2 separate regions of the Gossypium hirsutum genome follow, and region 1 is linked to region 2. Evidence: chromatin contacts called from public Hi-C data. All regions are on one chromosome and are shown on one strand. Each heading gives the region's core, a stretch centred on a gene start, on an enhancer-like site or on the middle of the called end of the contact. The rest is flanking DNA. Distances are from core to core; before and after follow the strand shown.

What was found. Hi-C and Micro-C count contacts between places; a contact is called where the count stands out from the background.
Region 1: a contact with region 2 is called in a Hi-C map of leaf, with 2.1 times the contacts expected there. The contact joins the promoter of LOC107920932 here to the enhancer-like site in region 2. A contact is called at or near these places in 7 of 34 Hi-C or Micro-C datasets (all in leaf).

Annotation. Positions count from the first base shown.
Region 1 is chrD01:10,950,703-10,954,198 of Gossypium_hirsutum_v2.1, reverse strand. LOC107920932 (glucan endo-1,3-beta-glucosidase 7) reads right to left here and starts at 1,313. Exons shown (of 3, transcript XM_016850766.2): 1 at 1,062-1,313; 2 at 1-991. The coding sequence starts at 1,122.
Region 2 is chrD01:10,876,603-10,879,925 of Gossypium_hirsutum_v2.1, reverse strand. No RefSeq gene overlaps it. Among protein-coding and RNA genes, the nearest start is that of LOC107921993, 21 kb to the left of the region's middle. Within about 2 kb of position 1,740, at least 5 of the 9 cell types and tissues checked have an H3K27ac peak or open chromatin away from gene starts, as enhancers often do. A contact at or near this core is called in leaf, where this site is marked.

The DNA.
Region 1 (3,496 bases), core at 64-2,563, 75 kb before region 2:
TTCAGCCCCTTTTGTGATAACGGTATGTTATATACCCTTTGTTCATTAGGGTAAAATAACCCATAGTTTCTCTCTGATGTCGGACCTGGTTTTTGGTTCTCGTTAAACAAAGCAAATATGTATACATTAAGTGGATCGTTGGGTCTCAAAGGGGTTCCATTTCCGGTCAAAACTCTTCGTACTAAGTTACCATTATACGCCGCCGCGTTGTCTTGGCTTGCACCAACTTCAGCCGCATCCCCGGCTGAAGGCCACCCTGTCTCCGTCACCACCAACTTTAAGTCATCATATGTAAGAGCCGACATGGCGGCATAAACGGCGTCGACTTGAGCTTCGAAAAGGCTTTTGTATCTCAACCCGTTACCCGAATCAACCACCCCGGGATTGTCTTTGAACAAAGAGTAGTCGAGTGAGATTGTTTTACTGTTATCTTTGTATGCGAAGAAAGGATAAACATTGACCATGAGGTAGGACCCGGTTTCTCTCAAGAAATCCAACATGGGTATAATCGTAGATTGTACCTGGTTCGTTTTGAACGAACCGGCCGATGCAGGGTACGAGTTTCCCAAGCAACTGATAGCAACAGGGGATGAGACTTTGATGTTGGAATCCAACTTTAATTTAACCAGTGAAGCCTGGATGGTTTTCATGGCGGGTACAACGAATTTTGTCGTGTCAGTTATATTCTCCGCGATAACTTCGTTTCCGATAGCTATGGCTTCGATCTTCGTTGCAGGGTAGTACTTAGCTATGTTGGCTTGAACCCAACCGTCGGAAAATGACTGATCATTGGCCGCCGAGGCGAGCTGTTCGTTCGGAAGACAGACAACCACGCTGATCCCCGAGTTTGCCAAAGCTGTTAGGACCGCAGAGTCGCTATCGAATATCTTCACTTTCGCCACGCCCTGTGATTTCAACAGTTGCACGACTTTGTCCGGTGGTGGCAAGTTGTCGGCCACTCGACCATAGTTAATCCCAACCGAACCAGCATCTGCAAAAATGAAAAGACAAAACATTGAGTTCTACAGGGATTGAACTTTGAAGTTCATATATATATATACCTGAAACAGCAATGGCTGAAAGGAAAAGAATGAGAAAGTTGAAAAAAGATAGGGAAGCCATGCCCTGTTCTTGGGAAGGAATACCAAATCTAATGATAGAGAAAATGGGGAGTTTAAACGTAGTTATATATAGTTTGGATTGAAATCCAATGGAAGCCACCAATCTAACCCTTTTCTCGCTACTATTTTTAGGTTAGTTTTACATGAGTCGACATACTGTTTCTCCGTTTCATTTTACATCAGTAATAGTAGTTCACTTACGTCGGATCTCATCCATGAATTGTGGAAGTTAAGTTAGCTCCCATTAGCAGCAAGGACCTATGATCATAGCCACACATCATAAGCCAATTACAAGATTGTTAACCTCATGTTTTACATTGATGATTACGGAAGTTGGGAGTTTTACTTAAAAAGCTAGCTCTCCTCTTAAATTCGTAGGTTGAGTTGACAACCAATTGATGTTTGGTTTTGTTATAGGATCAAATTGGAGTAAATTCCTCTAAAAATCATTAATGCGGTTGGGAAGTGACAAGTTTTTGCTATTCCAAGTTAACTATTTTGCCTATCTTCATTCCCAATAATAATAATAATAATAATAATAATAATAATAATAATAATAATAATAATAATAATAATAACCAACCATGTTGGGTGGGTCAGTTGGTAAGGAAATGAATTCAATTTTTATGAAGAACATTCAATGTGAAATTTTACGTAGGTACAAATTTAGTTTCCATACTACAAGATGATTGTAACTTTTCTTAGTCACAAAGATTTCACTTGAAAATCATGTTTGTTTTTTAACGTTTTCCTTCATTTTGATTTAGGGTGTAAAAATGTACTATTATTAATTAAAGCAAGAGTCTAACCAAAGTTTCATCTTATATATATACTTAAAATAAGTTTAATGGAGTTTATACCATAATCATAAAGATTATGTTTTACCATACATATTGCAAAAAAGGTGAAAAATTACAGGTCAAGCCATTGGTAGTATAGGAAGATAATATCATGATTTGTTGCCCACCCCATTACCTATATATATATATATATTTGGTAGACTTTGTATCCATTAATGGGTTTATACTATCACACTAGCTAACAAGTCTTCCAATTTCACATGATTGATTCAACCATTTATTTCGTTTGTAAATATATATAAATAATTTTTTAGAAATATATTTTTAAATAAAGGATATATGTTTTAAATTCTATGTAACTTCTCTTTTAATTTTAAATTTAAATCCAAATTTAAACTTGTTTTTTTACAAGAGTTCAAAATTTTGGCAACCCAATTCCCATCTTAACAGCCATAATAAAGAGAATGAATTTGGATAAGATTTTTTTAAATAATAATAAAAAAGAGAGTATGTTTTCAATTTCGTCTTCAAGTTTGTAGAATATCAAATTTCCAATATGGAAAGGACTAAGATAAGATAAGAGCTGCAATTTGCATATAGCACTCCACTTTCGGCGTGAAAATATTTGTAGGGGGTGTTTATTGGTTAAATTGAGTGTATTAATTGATAGGTTTTTGAAAACTTTTTCCCAAGACTTTGTCCAATTTATTGGTATTTAAGTTTTTTTTATTACTTATAAAACTTTTTTATATATAAGGATTGAATGTGGGAGTTGTTTAAGAATCAAATTTAGAATATAATTGAATATTTGAATATATTATTCTATGCGAGTTAAATTGGTTTAACTCATAATTTATTCTCAACTTTTAAATCGAAAGGAAAACGTATTTAATCGCATTCGAATTTATATCCTCCTTAATTGTTGCAATAATAACGATGATGACTTAGCTAAGACTCAATCGACATATGTACTGTTGGGGATCGACTTGTATATGCAATGAGAAAATAAAAGTAAAAGTAGAGAAGATCAAATACAAAAAAATATTTACATGGAAAAATTCCTCCAAAGAAGAGAAAAAAAACCACGAGTAAAAGAGACTTCACTAAATGAGCAAAAATTAAAAAAGTACAAGATGAAGATAATCTCAACAAATAACCCTAGATCCCGAAAGAACAAAGCACTCTGGTTAAAACTTGAAATTCTCTAAAACTAACAAAACTCTTTCAACCTCAAATATGATAAAGATGATTAATCTAGGTTACAACAACCCCTTTTATAGGCTAAATTCATAGGTTAAACACAACTAAATAACCATAGACTGATCAGAGTTTAATTGGGAAACAATAGCAAAGTTTAACTAGGGGAAGAAAAACTTGATTGAATTGGGGAACACGTCGCCACATCGTATGTCCCTTGTTGGGACGTCATTTTCTTCTCGTCAGGAGGTCGACTTTTCTTTGTCGTAATGCCGATTCGTAAATACGAGGCACACTCCACAAATTTCCACCTTGACTCATATTTTCTCATACCTCATTTTTTGAGCCCATCATGGGCCTATCTAAACCTTTGCAGGA
Region 2 (3,323 bases), core at 491-2,990:
TACACTTAATTTTTTTACTTTTATTATTTTAACTCATTTAGTTAATTAAATTTTAATATATATAATTTTAGTCCAAGTTTATTTTGTTGGTACATTGCCTAAATTACTCCTAAGTCCTCAAATTCAAAATTAATTTAATCTTAAGCGTGTTCACGTAACAATATTGATATCAATCAAATTAAGATTTAATCAATATTTTTATCAAATATTTAAAAAATAATTTTCAAACTTGTAATTGAGTATAACTTTGAATAAATTAAGCTTTAACCCATTAGTAATTAATGAATTATACGTGGAATATACCTAGGCAAATAAGTAAAAAAAATATCTAACAAAAAAGAAAATAAAAAGTATATCTTTTATTAACCATATTTGTTTTATCACTTTTGTATTTGAATTATGCTTTGTTATCCAAATTAGTTGATGGTGTTAATAAAAAATAAACACCTAACACATGACACTATTAGAATGCGCTACGTCAATCTTCTTTTATTTTTTATTATTATCTATATTGTATTGACTTAAAAAGTAAAAAGAAATAATATATAAATAATTAAAAAAATATAAATATAAATGTTAAAAAGTCATAATAATATATAATTTTAAATTTTTATAAAAAATGAAAAAATATTTAAATTTTATAAAATTAAAAAAAATTAAAAAATATATATTGTACAAAATTTTTAATGAATTTTATTTTTATTTCAAAATTCTAAATTTTAAAATTTCAAAAAATAGAAAAAAATTAGTTAAAAAAAGCTTAATGTTTAGAATTTGAAAAAGTTTAAATTTAAAAATTGAAAATAAAAAAATATAAATTTAGAAATATATATTTTAAAAAATATATGGAAATATTTAAAGCATTATTATTATTTAATTACTCCTAAGTAAAAATGATTTAATATATTATTTTGGCGGCTTTTGTAAGTGCGATGACGATTTGAATCTTTTAACATAGTGCTGTTTTCGCTTTTGATTTTCAAGGATTTGATTGATTTTTTTAATTATCATTATCTAATTATTGTATGATGATAACTTATCTTTTAATTTATAAATAAATAAAATATATTTCATCCACAATGTGCTTAATTAATGTTCAACCAAAACTTTACATTTCTCCACTTGCATATATGGAGAAAAAGAATAAAAAATAATTGTTGATGGACGAAATAATGGCCCCCTTCATCATGTCGTTTATAAAGCAAGTCTCCTTGCCACTGTCTTCCTCTAATTTGTGACTTCTTTAAATTTTTTTGTATAGGTATGTGATGATACCATAAATATATGGTGAAATTATGAATCATATTATGTTTTATTTTCATTTAAAAACTAAGTAAATTAATTCCTATATGTTAGTATTACGTGAAATTAGCTATTTATTTCGTCAGTCACATCAATTTTTAATAATAGAAATGAATTAAATTTTATTTTTAATTTACTTCTAAGAAAGAGATTTCTATAATACATATACGGTGAAACTTGTTGAGATAAAATTACATGATACGTGAATAACAAGTAATAATGACACTCTCTTGCTTGATAAAACATATTTAATAAGGGTATTAGCTTAACAAAGTGTGTTGTTTACCTAGCAAAACAACAAACCTCATTTTGTGAAGAATTATTCTCCAAAGCATTTATTTTTCGTATGTATTTTTGGTAGGGTCCAATGCCCCAAAGGTACATAGTAGGAAATTTCTTCACAAGTCACATGACTAAGTGACACAATGTCTATCAATCTTTCAAGAGTATAGCCAATTATTTGGTCCCATTCCTAACCCTGCCATTGCCACGTATCCCACATGATATCATAATCCATAGATATCAATTATGGTACTTACATTTTTTTTATTGGTCCTATTTTATAACTAATTTCATTAATTCTTGGGAACTTACTTACCTTTAAGAAGAAATCCCAACCTACTAAGGGATATAATGGAAATTCCATATCTTAGGGTTTTTTTAATTTAATATTATATAACAATAAAACAAACTTGTGTTTGGTTAACATCGCAATCTACATGTGATTAATTTAAGTGGTAGGAAAGAATCTTTTAGAATAAGTTTTTCATCAAGCATCAATGATTAACTTTTTTTTATTTTTATTTTCGGACTTTATCTTTAGTCAAAAAAATGGTGGATGAAGTCATATGGTTCACAATTATTATTTTAACTATTTATGTTAGAGGACAAAATAAAAATAATTAAAAAAAAGTGGGGTACGTTTTAGAAAATTGAGTCACGAATTTCATGAGTTGCTTTTTGTTTAAGAAATAGAGATCTTGAATGAGATATTTTTTACTACTTCCAAATTTTGACAATGACAATGGAAATTTCTTACCCTTGTATCATATTTTAAGATATGTAAGTTTCCCCTCACTTATTTTTCAATAAACAAAAGTTCTAGGGCATTTAATATTAAAATCTGGTTCAATCAATCTATACTAACTTTTGGATCAACTGGTTCAATACTTTTCTTTGCACCGATACTTCAACCAATTCTCAATCCAACTAGTATGATTGGCCAGCCTAATTCAATTCAAACAACTTTGATTTTTATTTACTATCCAATAGCTATTTCTTTACATAAATCTCTTGAAATTCTTAAATTGCAACAAAACACATACTTAAGCACGTTTAAACTTACATTCGTTGAGCTGATTGAATCTTAGCTCGATTAGCATAAGTATTATTGTCAATGTAGGAGAATATGGGTTCGAGCGTGCTGAAGCGCATTATCCTCCTATTATGGGTTGGGGAGGGACTATGAGTAGTTTCAGGCATTGTGTTATAAATAACAGATATGATTAGAATCTATAATGAGATTGTTAAAAAAAACTTACATTCTTTTAGATATTATAATGGTAACAGTGCCAACTTGAGTTAAGACTTAATTAATCATTTTAAATTAAATGGATAAAATATTATTATTTCCAATAAATTATGTAAGCCAATCAATTCTTTTATTTTTTTTATACATATTACAATTTTACACCCCGGCTCTTACCTGGACCGCCCGTGAGCCATAGTACTGTTATTTTGTGTTCCTCAAGCAACAATGATAATTACTAATAACATTCGAGTTATTTTGTGTTCCTAAAGCAACAATAAATTATATTGTGAGAATATTTGGTTTATTGGTTAGAGTTTCATGTAACATTAATAAATAATAATATAATATATTGTTATTAAAAAATACTCAAGAATTTATAAATAAATATTAATAATTTTAATTAGACATAATTAACAAATAATTAATTATATCTTAAACCGTAAATTTTAAACTTGAAAACATAAATTTTGAATACCAAATCTTAAACTCT